2 separate regions of the Zea mays genome follow, and region 1 is linked to region 2. A link is a contact called in public Hi-C data. All regions are on one chromosome and are shown on one strand. The core of a region is the stretch at or near the end of the contact, and the rest is flanking DNA. Distances in the headings are between cores, read along the strand shown.

The links. Hi-C and Micro-C count contacts between places; a contact is called where the count stands out from the background.
Region 1: a contact with region 2 is called in a Hi-C map of endosperm, with 2.3 times the contacts expected there. The contact joins the enhancer-like site here to the promoter of LOC100191267 in region 2. A contact is called at or near these places in 4 of 25 Hi-C or Micro-C datasets (ear, endosperm, leaf and 1 more).

What each region holds. Positions count from the first base shown.
Region 1 is chr1:226,501,897-226,508,993 of Zm-B73-REFERENCE-NAM-5.0, forward strand. It overlaps LOC100272614, which reads right to left. Exons shown (of 6, transcript NM_001147077.1): 4 at 6,426-6,495; 5 at 6,234-6,303; 6 at 4,930-5,750. The coding sequence ends at 5,433. Among protein-coding and RNA genes, the nearest start is that of LOC100272614, 11 kb to the right of the region's middle. Within about 2 kb of position 1,460, at least 17 of the 20 cell types and tissues checked have an H3K27ac peak or open chromatin away from gene starts, as enhancers often do. A contact at or near this core is called in ear, endosperm, leaf and 1 more, where this site is marked.
Region 2 is chr1:226,337,853-226,345,162 of Zm-B73-REFERENCE-NAM-5.0, forward strand. LOC100191267 reads right to left here and starts at 2,693. Exons shown (of 9, transcript NM_001136701.1): 1 at 2,287-2,693; 2 at 2,139-2,185; 3 at 1,928-2,030; 4 at 1,587-1,673. The coding sequence starts at 2,511.

The DNA of each region.
Region 1 (7,097 bases), core at 210-2,709, 160 kb after region 2:
GATATGGCGTGATTCTATTGGCCGAAAATTGGCCACACCGAGACCTACATGAAACTCAACCACAAAAGATTGGAGGGAGGTGGGATCTAGTGTGCCTTAACTCCTTCCTCCTAGGGGTGAAAACGGGTCGGGTATACCCGTCGGGTACCGGATACGGATAGTGCAAATACTCATTTTTTCGGATACGGATTCGGGTTGTTTTATATTCGGGACGGATACGGGAAATACCCGCATACTGTAGCTTCGGATTCGGGTCGGATATGAAGCGAGGACTACCCGGATATTCGGGTCGGATACGGGTACCCGGTTTTTCTTTTTCCTGCATAATATAGTTATAAATTCATAACTTTTACATATAAAATCGGATGAAGATAAAGTTTATATGAAAATTGTAGAGCTTGAAGAGATCTATAACTTTGTAGTACATTATTTTTTTGTTTAAACATATCTTTAGGCCAAAATTATTGAAATAATGTCCAAATTTATATCAAACTAATGGACTTTATCATTTTTATGTGGGGGCTTAAGGTTATCTCCATGTGGAAACTTAAGGTTATTTTTTATAGAATATTTATTAGTATTGGTAACTTATTTGTAGTTTTCAGTCGATGCTACAATATTTTAAGGATTTAATTGAATTTTGATGATTTTCTATGAAAAGAAATTAATAATACATAAATAGCCTCAAAAAATCGTGAAATTTTACGGAGGCACATATGTCCATATATAACCATAAAAAGTGTTTGAATTATAAGATCTATAAGATGACCGCGTTTCTTCTATTTCACTTTCACTTATTTGTATGAGTTACATGTGAAATCATTATAAGTATCCAAGTTTCAATATAATCAGTACTTTACTTTATCATTTTTATATGAGGACTTGATTTATCTTCGCATAAAATGTTTATTAGTTTTTTTAACTTATTTGCAATTTTTGAGTGAAACTAGAATATTTTATGAATTTTAAATATTGTGGTGTTGGTTTTTACAATGTCTTTGTGATTAGTAACTTTGAACTACATGATGTCAATTTTATTGGTTTCCTTTCTTACATTTGATCTATCATATATATGATTATGTATTGCTTAATTTATGTGTTTGTTGGATGGTTGGACAATTAATATCATCGGACGAACTATCCGACAATTATCCGGTACCTACCTTAGTAGTATCCGTTATCTGTTTCTTACCGGTCCGGATTATTACCCGGTCTCGTCATGTATCCGTCCTGAATCTTAACTAGCCACATCTGGTCCCGTATCCGAGAGAAATAAATTAACGTAGGATACGAAATGATTCTATATTCGTCTTTATCCGTCTCGTTTTCAATGGGTGTGGGTGGTTCTGGCTTTGGAGGCGTGGGCGCGTGCATCGTGGGGAGTAGTTTACATGGGAAGGGGAAGAAGCTGAAGAGGTGGGCCCGCTATTCAGTGGGCGGGCGATGCTGTTGGGCGGCTCGCGGCGCGTAAAGCGAGCGAGGCGAGCTGGGCCACGGCTGGACCACGGGGAGAGCGCGCTAGGCCGGCGTGAGGGGGAGAGCGGGCTGCGGCTGGCGTTGGCCCACACGAGCCAAGCAGCCTGGCGGGGCAGGTCGGGTGGTTGGGGGGTTTCTTCATCTTTTTCTTTCTTCTTTTATTTATTTTCTTCAACCTTTTTCTTCTATTTTCTTTTGAATTCAAATGCAAGCGCAAATTTTTAGACTTTGTGAATGCGCAACCAGAATAAATCAGCATACAAAAAGAAACGATTCTCCAGCATGTTGTGCAACAATTATGACCCTTTTTTAGGGTTTGATTTTATTGCATCTGACACTAATATATAAAGCAAAATACTTGTCCATGGTTTAGAAAAAGAAAATAAAGGAAAAGGAAAGTAAGGGATTACACTTAAATTTGGTGGATATCAGCAAATAAATTTTATACCCCAAATTGAGGGTGTTAGAGGATCCTTGGTTGAAAGTGATGTTTCTGTATATCTTTATAAGGTTGAGGAAGATTGGTTTGGGGTTCCGATGCAAGGTGGACTATATGAGGTCTGTAATTACTTTTTGTTATGCTTTATCATTACTTGGATGAATCATGTATGTATTGCTGGCAAGCAACTTCAGCTCATATTTGATGGGTGATCTGGAAACACCATAGGAATTCTAATTCGCATTGGATTCTATTTAATTGTTTGGTTTTTGTTCCCTTCACACAAACATGATTTTTGTTTGCATAAATCGCCATATAATTCCTCATTTGATTAAACTGCAGGATTTGGGAAGAACCACCTAAGTGGGCAATTGACAAATATGTTTTCACAACTTCCAAAGCTCTCAACATTGTAAGTCAATGTTGAGAGCTTTGGAATCTATAACTGGAATTTATTTTCTATAGTACCTGCTAGAATGTTATTTTAGTAAGATTGTCATATACGACTAACCTCAATTGTTTCATCTGGGATCTCTCCTTCAACCGCTTGTTGGGCAACCTGCCCCTGAGTTTTTAGCACCAAAAAGACTTCAAGACACTTTGAGGGAATTGAAATTACCGTGCCATGTCCGCGCTCCTAGGACAGTTTTCCGTATGCACGGACATGGTAATTTATGTTGTTTATTCTCATGTAATTCCTATGGACTAACATTTTATCAAATAATTTAAGTGACATCACAACGCGCGGACATTATAACCTTATGGGTGTGCAACCGTGACCTGCAACATCCGTTCATTTCATATAGACTACAGGTGAAGACCGCATGCTCTTTTTGCTAAGACTCCATTTAGGAAGGATTCGGCTCCTATAGAAACAGCTCTGGCTCCTTCAAAGGAGTAGCTCTTCTGCAGAAGCCGGCCGGTGCCTTTGACAAATCGTTTGGCAAAACGGCTCCTCGCGTTTTTTTTATTCGGTGTTGAGACAAAAAAATGATGGAATCTGAACACTGTCAACTTCAAGCAAAACATCAACGCAAAACAAGATATGGCATCAGCGTGTGAAACATCTACCATTGTCATTACAATGTTTAGCAAAACTGCTATCTACTAACTGAAACTTGCTACTTGATACAAGAAGCTAACTGGTAATTGAAACTTCCTTACCAAATCACTAGCAAACGAACCTGCTTCCTTATGACTGCTTCCTTACGACAGCTTAACACAAACTTCCTTATGAGATCACTTGTCAAATTGCTTCAGCTCGACACTAACTGAAATGTGACCAATACCCTTGTTTGTACCATATTGCTAGATATAAACATATGAGTGCGGCAGATGTATTCAGCAATTCGCCTTTAAATTTGTCTTGGCGTAGAGATCTAATAGGAAATAAATTAGTAGTGTGGAATGATCTATCTCCACGGCTTGCTAATATAGTTCTATCGAATGATCAGGATGGATTTCGACGGAATCTATCACCTGATGGGCAATTCTCAGTGAAGTTACATTACCTTGGCTTAATTTACCTAGATGTACCCAACCTTAACAAAAATTTATGGAAACTAAAGGCCCCTATAAAAATAAAAATATTTCTTTGGTTTTTACGAAAAGGTGTAATATTAACAAAGGATAATATGGCGAAGCGAAATTGGAATGGCAGCGTGAAGTATAGCTTTTGTCACAAAAATGAGACAATTAAGCATCTCTTCTTTGAGTGCCAGGTAGAGCGAGTAATCTGGCATATAGTCCAAATAGTCACAAATTTTTACCCTCCCTCTAGTGTCGCGAATATGTTTGGTTCATGGCAAGGGGGGATTAGTAAAGATTCAAAATTGCTAGCGCTATTGGGGGCAGCAGCAATTTGTTGGGCTATTTGGCGACATAGAAATGACATTGTATTTCAACGTAAAAATGTGACAAATTCTTTGCAGGTTCTTCATTTGGCTATCCACTGGCTCCGTTCCTGGGCTGTGGTACAGAAGTCTATCTTACAGGAGTTGGTTTTGACTACCTGTCAACGTTTGGAGCAAGTGGTCAAGGAGTTTTTTTTACTTAGGCTCATGGGTGGCGATCTAGTCTTAGGATTGATTATTACTAGAGTGTTTGGGATCTAGTCTTAGGATTGATTATTACTAGAGTGTTTGGGTTGTTGATTTTTTGTTTAGACCGTGTGCATCTTGCGCGATGCAGAAGTCGGATTTTTGTTTTCAGGAGAGTTGTGACTTTTGATTATCTTGAAGCAATAAAACTTCCCTTATCCAAAAAAAATCAAATCAGCATCATAAGATACAAGTAACAGGATTTTTTTTTGCTTCCTTATGACACCATCAGCATATGGCAGCGCGGCATTGTGACATGGCGACGGCTCAGGATGATATGCTGTTCGGGGAGAGATTGCGCTGCGGCGATGGGGAGAGACAGCATGGAGAGAGATGGCTGGTCGGGAAGAGACACAGCGTGAACCTACGCACGTGGAGCCGTGCAGAACCAAAATTTTAGGGGGCGTTTGGTTGCCTTCTCCGGTGGTGCAGCTGCATCTACACATGCAAAAAGTAGTGTTTGTTTGGTTCGTTGTATCGCACGAGACAGGCTAGCACGGAACTTAAAGCGCCGCGAGCCAGGCCCGGCAGAAACGCATCGCGCGGCCGCACGCGCGCGGCCAGGCTCCGCTCAGCCAGCTCTTTACTCGTGCACGCATATCGAGACACGTTTTTAATTGGTTTTTTCATTATATCGTCTAATTAAAAGATTTAATCACCGAACCGATTTCATATCCGCGTTCCTGACATTTTTGCGAACGAAACTAGACCACTCATACTATATATATTTCAAATAAAAAAATTACGTGATTAAGATTAATATATAATTAGTGTATATTAACATGTAATTAGTATCTATTAAGCAATTTACCATATAATTAGTGTCTATTAATAGATTTTTTAAATTTTTTTAACTCATGCACCATGTACTCATGCAAGCAACCAAACATCTCTTGTGAACCAGACTGGCCACATACACACAACCAAACACGCTATACTGCATGCACTCAGCCAGTCCAGTCTGAGCCAGGCTCACTAGATACGAGCCAGGCTCACCCATACAAGTAACCAAACGCCCCCTTAGGCTCCGGCTTCCAGCCGTATATGAGCTCCTGCTCAGAAGCTGTTCTGGGACATGGCCTTTGGTAGGGATCCGACAAAGAGCCAGAGCTGCTGAAGCCGCCCGAGAGACGGCCCCTAAGTTTTAAGTGCGTGGAACAGGACTTTAAAACTGGATCCTACAGCTGGGCAGTTTACATCAAGCGAATTACTTATCTAGTCCACTTAGGCATTACATTAGATATTAATAAAGGTCAGTCTAGATGTACCGAAATAGACCAAGATAACCTTGATTTTCACAGATGTGCTACGGGAGGATGGGTGAACGATTGCACCGTGCACATGTCAGACGAAATTCCTCTGATTTTCCAGTGTGCCCTTGATCAGGTCATGCATCTGCGTCGAGCTAGCAATGCTTCTCAACGTGATTTGCGCTTGAATTGTTCAGGTGGCCTCTGGGAGAACACGTGGCTGTCGGCAACATGCGGAAGGCCTTTCCCTCCTCCAGGACCAGGATTGTGAAGGCTAACGGAGCTGACGGAGAGCTGGGGGAAGACAGACGAACTCAAGTGATCTGCAGGGCTAAGCATGGCCCTAGCAGAGGTGAGAATCGGTAGGTCTTGGTCAGATATGCTGAAGCCACTCAGTTGCTCAGATACTATCTTGAACGCCTTATCTAGTATCGTGTCGATGTACTTCTGGTTCGCCTCCATTCGGATCTGCATATGCTTCTGGACCTAATAAATGCAAAAAAAATGCAGTAACCAGATGTTAGTAGGAGATTATCCTGCACAGCTTCGATTGAACTCAAAGAAAGCCATGTGAATAAATTGGTTCAAATTGAATTGTGAGGAACTGGAATCGTTAACTCAGATTTCACTGTCTTTAAGCTAAAATTAGGAGGTTGTTTCAATCCTTCATCAGTTGCTGTCAGTCAAGTAACCCACAACACTGTTTGTTCTTGATAAATTACAGATTAGCAGACAGCAGAGCATAGTTTCCTCTCTTAACTGCGAAGTACGAAGTACCCAAGTATGTGGAAACCACTGAGTTCCAAATGGCTAGGTAGTCTGATCAACAATCGTACAACTCAATTTGTCAAGCAAAATCAGTATTCGATGCTTACTATCTCCTTAGCATTATGTATGCTAAGGCAGCAGTGTAACCAACTGAGTTCAAGAAAAAACAAGACATGCTGGCAGGTTGGGAACTCATGTTACCTCCACTTGTTCGTGCAATCTTCGTTGCACTTCCATTTGTGCTCTGAGTGCTTCTTTAACTTCTTGACTCCTGTACAAATGTCATAGTACCATAAAATTTCTCTAGAGCTCATAACTTAAAATTCTAAATATGTATGTGATCAGCAAATAAATATAATAAAGAATTGTTGGATCTGTGCTTATGCAGCTTACTCTTTCACATCTGGAGTAGAACCTCTAGGAGACAAAGTTGTTCCACTTTGAGCTTCCATAAGGTAAGAAGCTGCAATTGTGAGAGAACAGAGAAGGCCATACATGTCACTACGAATCTGGCCCAACTTTACAATGTTAGGCTTACAGTAATAAATAATTATACACATGGCTCATGAGATCATATGTAAACAATATTTTGACGATGCGTATGTAAACAATGTTCAGACAACCTTTGAGTGCTAGCTGTGAAATCGGATAAAATATACAGAATTTATTGAAGATTTCAGCCTATATCTATTCAGTTTGTCCATTCAACTCCCCATAGAAAGTTTCACATCAATAACCACCACCTTCCCCCACCCCCCACCCCAACCCAAAAAACGAAACATAAAATCCTCTTCATATAAGTTGCATTTTAAGTTTAGATTGCTGATTATGGGTTGATATATGACATCATAAACTATGCTCAAAATACACTTCACAATTTTCGTGATGCATCCCCTATTGGAGCTCTATTGGGCATACTGGTAGTGTACAGATGCTATTTAGCTCAGGGAGGATTGCCACAAAAACATCGCAAGGACACGCTTTGCCAATGCCAACATGTTCAGTAATATTGGCCAATTCACTATTATGGCTTATAGATTGAAGGAAAGTAGGAAACAGTTCTAA
Region 2 (7,310 bases), core at 1,443-3,942:
GATCATCTCAGGAAATTATTCTCTCCCAAAGGAAGTATGTCCTCGACCTTTTGTCAGAGACAGGGATGCTTGGGTGTCGCCCATGTGGCTCACCCATTGATAGGAATCACCAAACTTGTGCTGAGTTAGGTGACCCTATAGATCGGGAAAGATATCAGAGGGTAGTTGGTCGTTTGATATACCTTTGCCATACAAGACCGGACATTGCTTATGCAGTAAGTGTGGTGAGTAGGTATATGCATGATCCTAGAACTGGGCATATGAAGATAGTTTATCAAATCCTGAGATACCTGAAGGGAACCCCTGGCAAGGGATTGTTGTTTAGACCAAATCAACATATGGATTTGGAGGGGTATTGTGATGCGGACTGGGCAAGCAGTAGGGATGATCGGAGATCCACTTCTGGATACTGTGTATTTGTGGGAGGCAATCTGGTTTCATGGAGAAGCAAGAAGCAAGCAGTGGTGTCTCGGTCCACTGCAGAGGCTGAACATAGAGCAATGGCTCTAGCAGTGTGTGAGATGATATGGTTGAAGGGTCTCTTGAAGGAGCTTCAAGTGTTGAAAAATGAGACAATGTTACTCCATTGTGACAATGTGGCAGCAATCAACATAGCAAATAATCCAGTTCAGTTTGATCGCATGAAGCATGTGGAGATTGATAAGTTCTTTATCAAAGAAAAGATTGATAGTGGGGCTTTGAAGTTGAAGTATGTCAAATCTCGTAATCAAGTAGCGGATAGTCTCACAAAAGGTTTAGGTCCTAAGGATAATGAGTTGGCATGTAACAAGATGGGAATGTTGAATATATTTAGCCCATCTTGAGGGGGAGTGTTGGTGTAATTATAAACAAGTGTAAGGGTCTCCTTGTAAAGAGGTGAAGTATAATGTGGGTGTGGAGTGCTGTATGAGGAATTGAGACATCAAATTCAACAGTATTCACTATCTGGGATTGTGTTAGATGCAAGTTTAAATGATATTGGGATGCCATAATTTTTTTCATCTCTAACTATTGCATCATGATCTAACTAAACAAGTGATAGTCAATACCACTTTGGAAAGAAACAAAACTTAATCAAGGAGTTATTTGTTTGCCTGAGTTAAATCCTCCATGTAGATCGCTGGAAATTAACTAAGAATCTTAGTGGTAAGACTGTTCTCTTTTGATCCTCATGACTGAAACGTCTGACATCATGTTGTTAGGGGGGTAATGGATCACGATCCAAATGTTTCTTCATAAAATGGTAGGGCCCTAAATAAATTTTAGTTCAAAAATGAATATAAATAAGGCCCGATCCTAATCCGATCGTTAAATCTTATAGTTTAAAATTTAGAGCTCATTGTCACCCATACATGTTGTATTGTGTAGGTGGTGTTCAAATAGTGTCAGTTTATTTTTACATCTATGCACTATGCAGAATACCTCTTTTCCGTACATATTTCAAGTTCATCTTGAAGTTCCACTTCCACGAAACGGAACCATTGGCAATGTAGCTCAATTTTACTTACAACAACAATATAACTGAATATAAACAGTTCACCTCATCATATTAAATAGTTATGTTTGATTGTATAAATAAATATTACCTGCTTCAGAATAGGGGTAGCACACTTTTCTCTTAGAGCAAAGGCATCAGCGTAGGTTATGCAGGGTACTGGTTTCAGTTCTGCATACTGCATATGGAAAATTCAGAATGAGAACATACAGCAGAAAAGAAACCGAGCAGCTTCAACCTGATAAATTACTAAATCACTATCACCCATTTGCGTTTCTAGGTGCAACCTGCATCACAAAACTTAATATCATCAAGCCACATAATTTAGAGAGGACTAATGACAGTCATAGGCACCCGTAGTGTTTGTAAGTCACAGGATCGTCCATATAGATGTTATCCAGCAATGTCACGTATGTAGGGAGAGTTCTTGACCTTTAAGGCCATGCCGATGATTGTGAGAGGAAACCCGTAGGTTAGCAGCAAAGCTGACCATTCCGAACCAGGAAGCAGGTTGAAATACGATCCGAATCCGTACCTGAGGTGCAAGAGAACATGAACATGATCCCCACGACAGAACATTCTGAATCTCTTGGTGAGGGAGAACACGAACAGCGACAAGATAGGAAAAAAATTCAGAACTCACGACAGGAGCGAGAGCCCAAGCCCCAGCCCGATCACACCGAAAGAGACCTGCAAACGACGGCGGAATCAGCATTTGATTGTTCGGAGTGACAACCGCCAAAGCGCTGCAACCATGTCCCAAGAAGCAAGAAATAGCGTAGGCTGCGCACCTTGGCGAGGGAGAACTCGTCGTCCGGGACGACAGCCTTGCCGGCCGCGGAGGCGGGCACGGTGGGCGGAGAGGACGACTCCGCCGCACGGACCGGGGCGACGGCGAGCCCTGGCCGCCGGCTCGGAAGGTATAGGGACACATGGCTTGTCCGGCGGCGAGGGGGGCCTGGCGCCGGTAGCACGGCGAGTGCTCGGACCGGGGGCGCCACGTACTGGAGAGACATCTCTCCCTCGCTCGCTTGTAGCGAGTGATTTGTTAGGGTTCCCGCTGCAAATAACTGTTCTTTTTTTCTCCTGGGAAGCTTTTGGATGTGGACGAACGGGAGGAGTGGAGGAGGAGATGGCCGTGGCTGGGGTTTTGGCGCGTGGAGGGAAGAACGAGTGGATCACCCACAACGCAACTGAGACCAGAAACCAAATCCGAGCCTCCCAAATCTCACGAGCCACCCCTTTATTTGTACGTAGAATTTATTTTCTTCGAGTGATATCTAGTTTTCTTTCCTATTTAGTTTTATCGTACTTTTTTAATTCTTAACATGCATACACTCATATATATTATATTATATGGTAAAAATTAATCAGTTTCACTCGTTCCTTAGAGCAAATTTATATGGCTTAAAATATTTAGAAGCACGACATTTAGCTCTTTTATTTTTTCTGCCAAATAGTATCAGGCTTAACAAGTGGTAAGTACTTATAAGTGTATAGTTGGTTATCAAATATGTGCCAAATACCAAATTATAGATAACTCACTCATAGATATCACCTAAATAATACTTACACTCATGCGACATTATCCTTTAAGTGGTATCTTGATCTTAAAAGTTTAAAGTCTATGGTTTGTTTGGTTCGCTGTTTGACTTGCTCCAGTTTGCCACTTTGCCACACCTAAGATTATATTTATTTGATTGGCTTAAGCGTGTGTCGTTTGTAGCCACAGACCCACAGTTGTGGCAAGATTTTTCTCCTCATGTGTAGGTCCCACTCGTTAGTGACTTGCAAAAGTGTGGTAAGATTTCCTTAGAAATATGTCAAGATATGGCAAAGAATTGGAGCACATAGGGCATGTTTGGTTTGTAGCTAATTATATCACACTTTGCCTAAGGTTAGTAGTTCGAATTGAAGAACTAACCTTAGGCAGAAAAGTTAGGCAAAGTGTGGTAGGTTAGGCAGCGAACCAAACAGGCTCATAACCTTAGGGCATGTTTGGTTCATGGCTAACTGCGCCACACTTTGTCTAAGGTTAGTCGTTCGAATTGAAAAACTAACCTTTGGCATAAAAGTTAGGCAAAGTGTGGCAAGTTAGGCAGCGAAATAAATAGGCAGTGTGGCAGAAAATGCGTGCAATTTTTGGCACCTTAGGTTTACAACCAAACAACCCCTATGTTTCCTACGAGTATTCAAAAGTTATATGCATACTTTTACGTGAAGGTCACTATTGGTGGTCGTTATTTCTCGATATCAACCGCCAATAACTCTATGAATAAATGGGGTATGAGCATAATTCTACGCATTATGCACATTAAACTAATATATTCTATGAGTTTTGTTGTTTTAAGTATTTTGCAAGGAGAAGATTAAAATTCTACAAAATATACATCAAATGGAGCAGAGGAGATCAACAAAATGGCCAAGTCCTATAGTTATGGCCGTTCAGACCCACCTTGGCCACTCGGTCCCACACCGGCCAGCCGATCGACCACTTAGAAGCCAGCCATCCTTATCCTTTGATGAATGTGTTGGGGGTCTCCTTCTCTACCGAAGGTCCTCAGGACGGAGAAATTACCTATAAGCAACGAGACTAAATGATGAAGCTACAACAAGCACGCGTGAAGCGCCGAAGGATGGCAACTTCGGCTCAAGGTGGTTACGAAGGTCAAACACGATGTTGAGCCAAAGAGGAAAAGACTCTTTAGTCCCTGATGTTTGTATTAGGATTATGTATATATGTCAGGGTCATAAATGTATTTTTGCTCGGGCTGCATCCCATGCCTATAAATAGATGAACAGTACTCTCGTACTGTTCATGCTGAATGGGGATTGTACTCTCACTTTCACCTTCGAGCAAGCCGAAGGTACAAATGTAATATATATATCATGTATTACTTTATCAACATATGATATAAACTTCAATGTTATTTAATGCTTGATATGATATAAACAATTATTATAATGTTACATTTGAGGAGGCATTTTCATATTTGTGAATGATGATGATTTGTTCTTCATGATCTTCGTTCGAGAATCATCAAACCAGAATGGATTTGATGTTTCGAAGGACGAAGGTCCTTTTTCATATAACATTTGTGTTGCCTTGTTTTATGATTCAGTAATCATAGACAAGAGACCAACATTGGCGTCCACCTCCGGTGAACTCACTTCCACAACCACGACAATGGCTCCGCAAGGTGATCAAGCTGTGTCACCTTCGTCAACGAAGCTAGTGCTCCCAATCACAGGTGGTTCAAGCTTCGAGCCAGCCAATAAGAAGCAAAAGAATGAAGCATAGAGAAGAGTACAACGTGTTGGAGTGCAAGGACCCTTCATCAAGTTGCAAATGGTCCCATGTGTCGATTACATTTTCTCAAGAAGACCTTCAGCTTAAGGATTACCCTCACAATGATGCCATGGTCATATCATGTGTCATTAAAGGGTTCTTGGTTCATAATGTCCTTGTAGACACGGGTAGTGCAGCAGACATTATTTTTGCAAAAGCCTTCAGACAGATGCAAGAGCAGGATGACAAAATACATGATGTAAACACACCCCCTGTGTGGCTTCAGAGGAAGACAGATAGTGGCACTTGGAAAAATAACAATGTCATTCACCTTCAGCTATGTGCATAACACCAGAACAGAGCAAGTTGTATTTGACATTGTAGACATGGATTATCCTTACAATGCAATCATTGGGCGAGGGACATTGAAGGCCTTTGAAGCAATACTTCATCTAACATATTTATGTATGAAGATACCATCAGACCAGGGCCCTATTGTTGTGCATGGAAGCCAAGAGGCTGCTAGAAGGTCCGAAGTGAATTGGACGGATTCCAGGGCCATTCACAATATAGACGAAGCCGAAGCTCACCAACAGTATAAATACATAAGAGATAAAGCTGCTTCGGTGGATCAACCAAAGTCTATGCTTTTGTGTGAAGACATAGCTGAACAGAAAGTGTTGTTTGGATCCCAGTTATCTGAGGAACAAGAAAAGGTTTTGTTAAAGTTTATGTTCAATAACAAGGATGTCTTTGCTTGGTCAGTCAATGATCTTTGTGGTGTCAACAGAGATATCATCGACCATATGTCTTCGACTGAAGAGTTCTATGATCAACAAGTAGGCTTCTGGATGGTCTAGTGGTGGATTTGTGTCAAACATTTATGGCTATGTAACAATACTCTTTTGCTATTAATAAAGTATTGTGCTTCAATATAATCCACTGCATGATGTCTCTATGCATGTGGTTGTCGATCTGATTACATGTATAGTGGACACTGGGTTTGTCCATAAAACTTGGTGTGACACATTCAATCATGTGACCATGCCTATAAATAGGAAACATGCATCTAGTATAATACTTACCATTGAGTTAGTTCAATTGGTACATTTGCATTCAATCTAATAGATTACTTAATTCATGTGAGAAATTCAAGTTGTTAACAAGAAGTACCATTATGAGAGTGTTAGAACCCTCTAAGGGCGTGTTTGGAAACAAAGTATTTCAAAATCATAGTTTTGGAATACTACAGTTTTAAGATGTCATGACATAACCGTAGTATTTTTACATTATTCTTAATAATACGTGTTTGGAGACAAAGTATCTGAAACCATTGTATTTAATATACATGTGCAATGCTAGTGAAAGGGAATTAGGCTTACACCTAATTCCTAAATAATTTTGGTGGTTGAATTGCCCAACACAAATAATTGGACTAACTAGTTTGCTCTAGTGTATAAGTTATACAGGTGCCAAAGGTTCACACTTAGCCAATAAAAAGACAAAGTATTGGGTTCAACAAAAGAGCAAAGGGACAACCGAAGGCACCTCTGGTCTGGCGCACCGGACTGTCCGGTGTGCCACCGGACAATGTCCGGTGCACCACCGGACAGTGTCCGGTGCACTAGAGGACTCCAACTCAAACTCGTCACCTTCGGGAAAGTCCAGAGGCGCTCCGCTATAATTCACCGGACTGTCCGGTGTACACCGGACAGTGTCCGGTGCTCCAAGGAAGAGCGGCTCTGGAACTCGCCAGCTTCGGGAATTCGCAACGGCTAGTCCGCTATAATTCACCGGACATGTCCGGTGTGCCATCGAAGCAACGGATACTTCGGCGCCAACGGCTACCTGCATCGCATTGAATGCGCGCCAGCGCGCGCAGAACTCAGGCACACCCATACTGGCGCACCGGACACTCTACAGTACATGTCCGGTGCGCCACCGGACATGCAGGCGGGCCCAGAAGACAGAGCTCCAACGGTCGGAACCCAACGGCTTTGGTGACGTGGCTGGCGCACCGGACATGTCCGGTGTGCACCGGACTGTCCGGTGCACCATACGACAGTCCGCCCCACCAAACGGCTAGTTTGGTGGTTGGGGCTATAAATACCCCCAACCACCCACCATTCATTACATCCAAGTTTTCACACTTCCAACCACTTACAAGAGCTAGGCATTCAATTCTAGACACACTCAAGAGATCAAATCCTCTCCCAAATTCCACACAAAGCTTTAGTGACTAGTGAGAGAGATTTGCTTGTGTTCTTTCGAGCTCTTGCGCTTGGATTGCTTTCTTCTTTCTTGATTCTTTCTTGCGATCAAACTCACTTGTAATTGAGGCAAGAGACACCAATCTTGTGGTGGTCCTTGTAGGAACTTTGTGTTCCAAGTGATTGAGAAGAGAAAGCTCACTCGGTCCGAGGGACCGTTTGAGAGAGGGAAAGGGTTGAAAGAGACCCAGTCTTTGTGACCACCTCAACGGGGAGTAGGTTTGCGAGAACCGAACCTCGGTAAAACAAATCCGCG